2 separate regions of the Gossypium hirsutum genome follow, and region 1 is linked to region 2. Evidence: chromatin contacts called from public Hi-C data. All regions are on one chromosome and are shown on one strand. The core of a region is the stretch at or near the end of the contact, and the rest is flanking DNA. Distances in the headings are between cores, read along the strand shown.

Evidence for each region. A called contact is a pair of places that touch in the nucleus more often than the background predicts.
Region 1: a contact with region 2 is called in a Hi-C map of leaf, with 2.9 times the contacts expected there. The contact joins the enhancer-like site here to the promoter of LOC107953440 in region 2. A contact is called at or near these places in 3 of 34 Hi-C or Micro-C datasets (all in leaf).

Annotation. Positions count from the first base shown.
Region 1 is chrD04:15,592,705-15,598,747 of Gossypium_hirsutum_v2.1, forward strand. LOC121216387 (a long non-coding RNA gene) reads left to right here. Exons shown (of 2, transcript XR_005912573.1): 1 at 1-226; 2 at 2,774-3,802. Among protein-coding and RNA genes, the nearest start is that of LOC121216387, 3.6 kb to the left of the region's middle. Within about 2 kb of position 4,512, at least 1 of the 9 cell types and tissues checked has an H3K27ac peak or open chromatin away from gene starts, as enhancers often do. A contact at or near this core is called in leaf, where this site is marked.
Region 2 is chrD04:15,478,667-15,484,581 of Gossypium_hirsutum_v2.1, forward strand. It overlaps LOC107953440 (glutaredoxin-C1), which reads left to right and starts at 2,234. Exons shown (of 1, transcript XM_016888751.2): 1 at 2,234-3,158. The coding sequence starts at 2,481. The coding sequence ends at 2,858.

The DNA.
Region 1 (6,043 bases), core at 3,262-5,761, 120 kb after region 2:
GTGTCTCAGATCCAGACCCATTTGAACCACATGAAGACATGCAAGCGCCTCCGCAGAGGTATGTGGTTGATGATTATTCTTGACCCCAAAACAAACCCATTTGAGTTTCTTCCCATTATCCCCGAACAAGATTTCTTTGTGTGGCTTTGGAAAGTGACGTTGAAATTGATCTTGGTTAAGGATGATTCCGGTGGTCTTCATCATTCTGACTCAACTATTCTGGAAGGTAATTTTTCATTTATGGATTTTTAGTTCCCGGATGGATGAGTTAATAAGATTCACTATTTCTTGAGTTGACTGTTTTATCCCTTCATGCAAGGCCTTATTTCTTGCCGACCAGATTGCCCAAATAGCATAGGCCACTTGCCTCATTTGTTCTCTAGAAATAGTTGAGAATAGATAAGTCATCCACTCCCTATATTCTAACTCTGAAACCTCTCGTGACCATTGTATTCCTAATTTTTCCTATACTCTATTAACAATGATACATCCTCGGAAAGCATGCTTAAGGGTTTCAAAATTATTTGTGCATTTAGGACAAACCACAGAATTGCCAAGTCGCTTGTAAAATAGGTTATTGAGAGTGAAAATGTAATTATTAAAGACCTTCCAGTTTGTAATCTTTATTTTATCTAGTAATTCAGGCTACCAGAGTTTCTTGTGAAATAGCGTATAGATGCTCTGATTGTTGATAGGCACAGAGTTAACACCATCTTGTATCAAAATTTTGTAACCACTCATCATCGAATATTTACCAGTTGCTTCACCTCGCCAAACCAACCTATCCTCATATGGGTGCCAAGAAGGGGAATGCATAAAATACGTTTTGCATCTTCATTCAAAAATATATTAGTAATATGTTCCTCCCTCTACTGTCTCAATGTAGGCTCTATCAATTCAGACACAATTGTTAACGAAAGATTGTTATCAAATTTACGAATTTTGTAATCTACAAAACTGAGGACCCAATGTAACATCTCGTTTTCCAATGGTATTAAAAATAGTGGTTTTGAGACCACAACTCTGATGTGTGAGTCTATAAATATTAATTATTTAATATTTATGAGGTTATTAGTGTCATGTTAAAATTTGGTCTAGAAATTTTGATGTTTGATTAGTTAATTAAAGAAAAATGACTAAATTGTAAAAGTTGAAAATGCTAATTGCTATTATTTTTTATAGGCCAAATGGATGGGAAAACATTATTGCTTGGATTTAAATGACAATTTAGCCATTCTTATTGTTAGTGACCAATTTTAGACTTGATTAATTTAGTTTTGTGATTAAAATTTTATATTAAACTAATGTTAAAAGTTTAATAATAATAAAACAAAAAGGGAAAAGCATTCATCTTCTTCATTCTTTTATTTTGCAAATGGAAACACCAATTTTAAATCTTGAGAGCTTCAGCCTTGTATTTTTTTCATGCATGTAAGTCCATTTTCACTCATTTTATGTTTTTGAGATCATTGTAGCTTAACCCATCTAGCCCATGGACTATTTTGTGAAATTGTCAGTGTTTTTAAAACATTTCATTGATGTTCTTGAAGCTTTTTAGATGTTAATGCTTTAGCTTGAAGTTTGATGATGAATTAGGACTAATTTATAAAGTTATTTTGAATAGTTTTGAGTTTAGGGACTAAAATGATTAAATATTAAAATTTGTTGGGTATTCTTGTAAAATTTTAGAATTTGATGGTTCTTTAGGGATGGTTAAGAATTTGACACTGTAGGTTAGGGATTAAATTGTGAAAATAAGCTTGTTTTGGTTTTAGGGAATTAATTGAATAAAATGCAAAAGTTTAGGGTAATTGTGTAAAATGTCAATAAGAAGTCATATGCATCAAATGAATTGTTAAAAAGTATTTGGGACTGATAGTTGAAATAAAATTACTGTATATATCAAGAACCAGTAGATAATCGTGGAAAAGAGAAAATTATTGATTAGTCCCTAATATTGCCATATTTGTTGTTTAGCCCTGGTAAGTTCATACGGTATTATTTTGTGTATTTTTGTAATATCATTATTGAAATTTTTTAATATGATGACATGGGTTATAAACTAAAATGTTATGATTGAATTGGTGAGAAAATGGATTGAAATGTAAATTGTTATACGGTTACATGTATTGAGCCCAAATGAACATAGGATAGGATACAATTGGCATGCCAATAAATTATTTTGTGTACTGAATGAGATTGAATTTTGATGAGATGATGATTCATGACTTGTTATTGTACACTGAATATATCGGAGTCCGACATTTGTTGCGGATTATCGAGTTATATTTACAGTGATTCTAGTGTGTTATTGGAGGCGAATGTAAAGCCTACGAGCTTGGCACTTGGTGCCCAAACGTGTTCTTGGTTGGATTGGCTTGGTTGAGCATTTTGGCATGTCCTGGGTGGATAACTACGTATCCATATCTATATTCATCCGTTCATCGGTCTGAATTTCAATAGTTAAATGACATGTTGATGATATATATTTGACATTTGGTTATGATGCCTTGTGGATGACTTGTATAAATTTTCATGATTTTCGATATTATATCATGAGTTGATAATGATTGATATCATATAAATGAGATGATTAAATGACTCGTATATATGAAACTCACCTATTGAATGCTTGTGGTTGACAGGGTTAATGTTAGTTAATGAGTTTTTTAGTTATTAAACTATGTTTTCAAGGTAAGTTATATAGTTTTAAGCTATGAACTTACTAAGCTCATTGAAGCTTACTCATGTCATTTTTCCTGTTTTCTTGTAGATATTATTTTGTGAAACCGGGTAATCGGATCAAGTTGAAGATCACATTATCCAACTATCTTTCAGTAGACTTTGAAACATTTATTTTAAGATATGTGGCATGTAATAGGAGTATATTGTATTTGTTTATAAGTATTCTTTATAAGTGGCATATTTTGTATTTATATATATAAGTTGAGTGTTTGTGGTAAATGATGTGGTGGATCATAGCTTGGTTTAGAGATTTGAATGTGATATTTGCTTGATATGTGATGGAGTATATAAATATGATGGAATGAAATGCATATAGATGAATCAAATGTAATAGATAATGTTTGAATAGGTAATACTTTGGTTGGAGTTGTTTTTGATGCTACGAATTAGTATATATGTATGGTTTTATTTTTGATAACTAATATGTGATGCATATGCCTTGGCAAGGAATGTTAATTGGTGATTGGATTACAACATATTGTCACCTTATATGGCCTTATTTAATTAAGTTTGAATTTGGTAGAAATTGTAGTTGAATGTTAGACTTGAATGTTGTTTGTGATGGTGCCTTATGGCATATTGGTTAGAATTAGGTAAATGGCATGTTTTGATATGTTTTTTGTGTGATTTGAACAGGTTGAATGATTGATTAATGGCATACTTGTGGTCTAAGTAAGCATGATATGGTATGACTTGTATTGGAGGGTAAATTTATGTTCAAACAAGTTGAAACACGGCTTGACACATGATTGTGTGCCATACACGGGTATATGGCACGACTGTGTGGTCTGTGTGATTTAGTTATCAATTAGCACACACAACCATAGTTTGTTACATGGTCAAAAGACACGACCATGTGACTTCACCTACATGGTTTTGGTCCTTGCACACGGTTGATCAACACGACCATGTCCAATAGTGCCACACGGCCTAAACCTGTTATACGGTCTGGCCACATGATCTTGTGACCCTTGTTTTCTATTTTTACCTTACTTTTCTATTTGTTTCGAATTAGTCCATGCTTGTTTTTGAATTGATTATAGAGTTTCATTGGCTAGATTTAAGTCTCGTTTTTGTATGATTAGCATGATTATCGAATGTTTATATATTAATGATTGTTTAAATTGAATTTTGAGTTGAAATTAAATATTTTTGACTTGTTAATTGTCGTAACATCTCGTAACCCTAATCTTGTGATGGAGACAAATGAGGGGTGTTACATCCAAGCATCATTCCAGATAGATATGTTTGTTCCTGTTCCCACTCGCCAACACATTCTTGACTGAAGAAATCCCTTCATGGCCTAGATGCTCATCTAGGTATATGATGGGTAATTTCCTAAAATCGAATCTAAAAAGGTAGACATCGGGTAATATTTTTCTTTTAGCGTGGGTACCAATAAAGAGTCTGGATAAACATGCAACATATAGCCCTACTTAGCAAGAAGAGCCAAGTTGAATTTCGCTAGGCACCTAAACCTCAATCTACCTTTTTCCTTAAGTTCGTATAATTTTTGCCACTGGCACTAATGAATCCCTTGTTTTCCTTTATGCTTCTGCCACCAAAATCTACCAATGATACTTTCCATTTCAGCATAAAAAGAACTAGGCAATAAAAGTATGACATCAAATACGTAGGGATGACTTGTAAAATGCCTTTAATAAGCACCTTTTTGCCTCCTTAAGAGTGGGGTTTAATACACCAAATGTTAATACGAATACACATCATGTCTTTCAAATGTTGGAAAGCCAACTTTTCTGTTGTCCCACCATACTTGGAAGCCCAAGATACTTTTTTGGGTTTGATGTATAAATACTTTTTTGGGTCTGATGTATAATGTACATTCAAAATATGAGAGATTAAGAGCCTTACTTGCTCCTGGACGTTTTTGCTAAAGAAAATAAGGGATTTATCAGAATTTATGCATTGTCCCGAACAAATTTCATATTCCATCAAAATATTATTCATGATATAGGTGTTGGGGATAATTGTCAATAACTAAGAAATAGTTACACAAGACTTGTAACAAACAACTAGTGAACACAGATAAGTCTACAATAGACTTGAATTTAATTCAGGTAACAAACCAAAAAGAAGAGACTCAGAGTCACACAAGAAAAAGTGATGATTTATTTGACTGAAATTGTTATATTATTCCACTACCCAATGAAACAAACGATAGGGCTATAAATAGGCTTTACACCATAACAAACTAACATAAAAGGTGCAACAATAATCTTAGCACGATTACAATAGAAAGTAGATAATTAATGGAAAAACAAAACAAGCACAACTCAGTCAAAGCTAAGATTTAGGTAATCAATAACTGACTTTGAATCATTCTCCAATACTCCTCTTGATTCAAAATTGCAAACACCAAGCTGGAGCTTGAAATAAACATGTTTATCTTTAGGGAAGGACTTTTTTAGAATATCTGCCACTTGTTCATTCGTGTTGCAGTATTTCAGAACAATCAATTCATCTGACACAAGATTACGAATGAAATGCACCCGAATATCTATATGCTTGGTTCTTCCATGGGAGGATGGATTTTTGGACATGGAAATCACTGCTTGATTGTCACCGTAGATTACAATTGCTTCCTTATATTTTTTATTGACATTTATTAGGATCCTTCTTAACCACAGGGCTTGACAAGCTGATGAAGTTGCAGCTGTATATTTAGCTTCTGATGAAAATAAAGTTGTTAAGCTTGTTTTTTAGAACTCCAGCAAATAGCAGCAGACCAAAAACCAAAGACATAACTAGATGAGCTTCTTCTGTCCTCCAAGCACCCAACCCAATCACTATCTGTATAACCACTCAATTTGAACTCTGTAACATTATCATACCATAGTCTAAAATTAAGAGTTCTAGCAATATATCGTAAGATCCTTTTTACAGCTCCAAAATGATGTCTTGATGGATAATGCATGAACTTGGAAACAACTCCAACAGCAAAAGAGGTATTAGGCCGCATATTAGTCAAGTAAATCAAGCCACCAACTAGACTTCTAAAACTCCATGCATCTGTTGCTTCAGTACCATCATCATTCTTCAACTTCTTATTCAAATTCATTGGTGTCATTGTAATTTTACAACCCAACATGTTGAATTTTTTGAGCAAATCAATAGCATATTTCTTCTGTTACACAAAGACGCCATCTTTGACTTGCTTCACCTCAAGCCCAAGAAAGTATTGCAGCACTCCAAGATCTGTCATTTCAAATTTCTTTTCCATACAAGCTTTAAATTCATTTATAAGATAGAAGGAACTCATGTAGATCATATCATCAAA
Region 2 (5,915 bases), core at 984-3,483:
ACTTTATCTAAATAATATACATTATAAAACAATAAATATGGAACTAGTATATATATTATATACAAGTATGAGTATGAGATGAAGCTTAGGGAATGATTGTTCCTAAATACTGTTTATTTCAATGGACAGTTGAAATGTGTACTTGGGCATTGTTTCACTAGAAAAGGGGGAAAAAAAAAGGAAAAGCAAAGGGATAAAACGTAGAATTGGACACAAAATTAGAAAAAGCTGACAAAACATCACGCCCCATTTCTATTTTCATTCTAAAGCAATAGCTTCTGCTACATATTAATGCTGTCAGCAGCTAGGCTAAACCCAAGTGTAATATATATATATATGTGTATGAAAGCCCCCACCATTTGATCAGCTTTTGTTCAGCTATCAAACGGCTATGATTCATCATCAATCCTGACCAAGCTGGTGTGCTTACTTTGACCATTAAGATATGTTTATCTGAAAATAGGGTTTAGGGTTGAAGAAAGAAGGGAAAAGCATAACTTCTATTTTAGTGGCATAGGCATAGGCATAGGCATAGGGAGAGCAGAGAGCGACAGCTACATGAATGTTATGGCATTTCAATCTTTCAATCTTTTTTAAGACTTTAGACTATATCTACATATTCAGTCGAGGTACATCCATCCACTTCAAAAATCTAAAGCATGGATGCCTTTTTTTTAATCTCCAAAAGCTTCAAAGTTGACTCATCAAATCATCTCTATCAGATCATAGCAGTACACAGTAGTTTTTGAGCCACCACCATGCATCCCCCTCTTTTTTGAAAATAAAAAAGAAAGATACAAATTAACATAACACAATAATCTCAATAAAGATATATCAATATTGTTCATGAGTAGGAATAGTATTGGTTAAATACGATTTTAATAATTTATTCATTGGCAAAATCCACAAAAAGAAAGGTGTAGGAGTTGAAAAAGAAGTCGACAAGCACAATCCAAGAATACCGTTTTCTTTAATTTATTATTCTCACCAACAGCATTAACACACTCCTTAGCTTGCAAATACCAAAACCCATGCCATGCCCCATTGGCTTCCCACCCAAACCTTTTTTTAACCCTCAGCATCTCTGTCTCTTTCATTTTAACCTACAAAGTTTGTGCTTTCTTTTGTTTTCACCACTTTAATTTTAGTTAACTTCATAATCATGAAAAATAAAATAAAAAAATAAAGATGCAGGTATTGTTGCATAAATGTTAGACAAGGCTGCATGTATAGTCCAAGGCATGCGTGCGTGCTGCATGTGAGCCATGGAAGCAACATTGCATGTGCTTCCGTACTTGTGGAAAAAAGATTTTAAATTGATCAAATAATTTAGGAGGGATAAAATTTAGACAAAGCCAATCGTGGTTGACAAAGAGTGATTGGTAAGTTATTTATGACTATCATGTTTCGCTCTTTTTATATTTACCTTTTCAAATAATCTTTATAATTCCAGTCTACCCTATTAAATAAATAAAATTATTATCCATGATATTAATTTTATTGAAAGTCTAAAAGGAATAAAGATCAAATTCTTCCTTATTGGAAGCTAAATTTATAATCTAAGATGCTAAACAGATAATATTAATTATGTGTCCCATATGTAACAAATATTTGCAATATTCTAATTCTCTTCTGTTTATTTTTTCCCTCTAGAGAGCCCCTGAGAATGTTCATATTCGACCTCACCACTAGATCATCATATTAATTAATAAAAAAAATAAACTAACATAATTATTATAATATATAATTAAAGGATAAGTAGGTATATATACAAAAATAAAAGATCGAAAGAGAATTAAATTCATTAAAAAAACATTAACATATTAACTAAGAATAACTTTTTGATGAAAGCATTACCTCATGATTATATATAAAAGTTGGAAACTAAAATATCCATCGCAATCATCAGTGCTTAACTAATAATATGAGTTAACATATATCATATAGCCAATTAGATGAAAATGAGTGAAAAGATCACTTTTTTTAGTCTCACACCCTAGTAATTATTTAGTTGAATTTCTAAATGAGAGCAAAAATTCTCAATTAGTTCACAGAACTCAGATTATATATTTAACTGATTATTATTGCTTAAACCCATGAAAAGACCTTTTTTTTTAAGGAAAAGGAAAAGGACAACATAAACAGCTCTTTTTACAACCATCTCTCTCTCCAAATATTGAACTGGACTGGAGTGAGGACTGCAAAAGACTCAAGAGACCAACTTTGTTTACTTTCCTTTATATTCACATTAAAATAACAATAAAACATTGATGATTCCCCCAAAAAACTTGCCCATATTTTGCATTCCCTTCTCTATAAATACCAACTCAAACCTTCATCATTTCTCACCAGCAGCAAGCTTCACTATTTGATCTCACTCCCTGACCTCAGCCAAAATCCCAAATCTTCTTTCTTTTTTTCCCCCCTCTATTAGTTTCTTGCTGCAGAAGCAGTCACCTTATTAGCATTTACTAAAAAAAATGCATTGCCAGACGGGTTCATGGGGTTCTTACGTGCCGACCACCAGGACTACAGTTGGGGATCCATTGGAGAGGATAGAGAGGTTGGCTTCGGAGAATGCGGTGGTTATATTTAGTATTAGCAGTTGTTGCATGTGCCATGCCATTAAGAGGCTGTTTTGTGGGATGGGAGTAAACCCAACTGTGTATGAGCTTGATCAAGACCCTCGAGGGAAAGACATGGAGAAGGCTTTGATGAGGTTGCTTGGAAGTTCTCCTGCTGTTCCTGTTGTGTTTATTGGTGGGAAACTTGTGGGTACAATGGATAGAGTCATGGCTTCCCATATCAACGGCACTCTTGTTCCTCTTCTCAAACAAGCTGGTGCTCTCTGGCTTTGATGATCTTTGGCATTCCTCATTTAAAAAAAAAACTGATATAGAAAAGCATGGCAGAGGAAGAGGAGTGATAGTTTTGGAGTCTACTCCATTTTGGAATACAGCAGTAGCTGATATGTCTTTAGTCTCTCAAGCTTTTCCTTCTTTTTTTTTCCTTCTTATTGGTGTTTTACTCACAAGTGGGTCTTTTTGGTGTGCCCTTTGTTTCAAGTTTTAACTAGTCTTTGATCTCAAGTGTGAAATGTAATGGCTGATGGTTCCCTCCTCTGTACAAAGGAAACAAATTAAAATAGTTATTTTCAATGAGTTTCCGCTTCATTTTTTATTTTGTTTGTTTCTTTAGTTTGCGCTTTTTTTTTTTGACCAAACAATGAAATTGGAGGGGCCTAGACAAGAACTCAGTTCCTGAACAGCCATAAAAACAGTAAAAACAAAGGATTTGACGATTAGTGACTAGCTAGGAAGGAAGAGGGGGTCAATGTCCGAACAACCATTGATTTCTTATTGGGATCAACACGTGTGGTGAGAGTGGATTATGATGACGTGTATGATTTTGTGGGGTTGGAAAGATTAATATGTATTCGAGAGAGAGAGGCCGGTGAGTTGCTAGTGATGGAATCTTATGAATATGGTGCTGGGGAAATGGATAGGAATGAGGAGCTATTGGAAGTTTTGACTTTTGGGAGTGGCCGAGGAATCTTTCCATCGCCATGACCATGGGCTCTCTTAGCATAAATATAAAAGGCATATAGTTATTCTTCTTGTTATGGGTTTGAGATTCATGATTTGATTCTTTTTCCCATAAATATTTACTTAATTCATTGTAATCTACTTGGAATTTCCAAGACTAACTTGCAGTTCCAGTGAGCTTCTTGATAGTGCAAAAGTTATGGTATTTTGGACCCGAGTGAATGAATGCTTCTCATATATATAGGACATCGGATGATAAGGTAGAAAGGGACAGTCATATATTGATGATGATTCACGCAACTTTAGATCATGTTGACCTCCATTCATGTATTACATATATGTAGCAGTAGTCCAGGTCTAAATGAATCACCCCAAACATTTCTGCCTTCAATATTTACACAGAACAAAACAATCCAATAATTAGTTAAGGCCTGCATGCAAATGCAAAACCACCCAACAAACAGCCCAACGCTTGGAAACCCATTCTGTTCTGCCCCAACTCAACCAAATCGCCTTTAAACCCATTTTTACCTGCTAAGATTAAACTTTCCAAAAACAATGCTTAACCTATTCTTCTATTACCTATTTTAAATTTGTTTTAGTAAGTCTATTTTTTTTGAAAAAAATTAACTCACAAATTAGTATCTAAACTATTCTTCTATTACCTATTTTAAATCAAAATGTTATATTCGTTACAAAAATTTCAACCAATAATAAACTTCCACGTCATATAAATTTAAAAAAAGATTATTATTTTTCTTTTATTTTCTTTTACATTACTCCTCTCTCTCTTTTTTCTATTCTTTTTTCTTCTTTTATAATATTTGATAATGCTAACAATGCTCGAAATTTTCCCTCTCGAGGTCGAGATGTTGAGAATTAATTATATTTTTGAAATTTGCCACTTACTTGCTCGACTTAATAGGATCAGAAAATAATTTTTCATCAATCTAAACCAGTGTTTTCAAAATCGGATCAATCAGTCGGATTGATTGGACCAAGAACTAGCCGGGTATCGATCCGAAGATAGGGGTTAAACTAATTGACCCGTAAATCAATATAGACTAGTTGAACTATAACATCTCTTACCTGGTCTGACATTTTGACATAGATAAGTGGTGTCACAATGACACTTTTCTCACCATTACAACATTTCTTTTAGCAAAATCATGATTTCACCACTTGTTAAAATCTAGTAAATTAATTTTTAACATTTACGAAACCTTAAGCACATTTTAAAAATACTTTAAATCATTTCCTAGGTGTTTGGACATGCCAAAAACATTAAACGAGGTTTCGAGAACAAAAAATAATTAAAAATACAAATTATACAAGTACAGTGTGGGTAAGTTTCAAGATTTAATGACTAAAAATACGACATCTCGACTAATAATTGTAACACCCCAAACCCATATCTGTCGTGGGAATAGGGTTATGGAGCATTATGTAAAAACGTAACATAAAAACATACATTTCCAAACATTATTATAGACATGGCATAATTCATTCATATACCTGCAAATCATCCCTTAATCGATCTCTCGAGACGTTAGAAACACTTTACAAACAATTCGGGACTAAATCATAAACATTTGAAATATTGAGGAAAAAGCTAGAAAATCCTAGCCCGTGTTCATGCTCGTGTAACTCTCTAACTTGGGTTACACGGCTATGCCACACGTCCGTGTGCCCATACGTTCGTGTGCCCACATGCTCGTGTGCTAGGCCGTGTAACTGTTTGACTTGTAACCTTTAAAACCTACAGGGGACACACGACCATGTCGCATGGTCGTGTGTCACACACGGTTGAGACATACACCCGTGTCTTAGGCCGTGTGGACAAGAAATCGGCCAAAATCAAGCCATCACCTTCCCCAAATCAAGCATGCACCTAAACCCAATTTGCAAATATAACCAATACATTCAAAACATGCCCAAATCATGCATAAAATGACAAATTCACTACACCTCAATCACAAACCATCAAACATATCTAAACATATGCATACTTGGCCATACATCAACCATACACATCTAGCTTATTTTCATACTAAAGCATATCTTAATTGACCTTATACCATGTTCATAAAAACTTACCATTTAATACATTACCCACATGCATCATACTTACATAAGTGACACAAATCAAACCTTTTCAATGATATCAAGCAACCAACTCATATATATACATACCAAATTCAACATTTAACACTCAACTTAAACTTTAAACATAAGTTTCCTATACATGTCATTATAACCTTGGCTAGAACATCAAAAACTATTGATATATTCGCTGGATAATATGATAGGTCTGCGATGAGCTTCCAAACCGAACGAGCTTTTGATAATCTAAAAATCATAGGAAAGAAA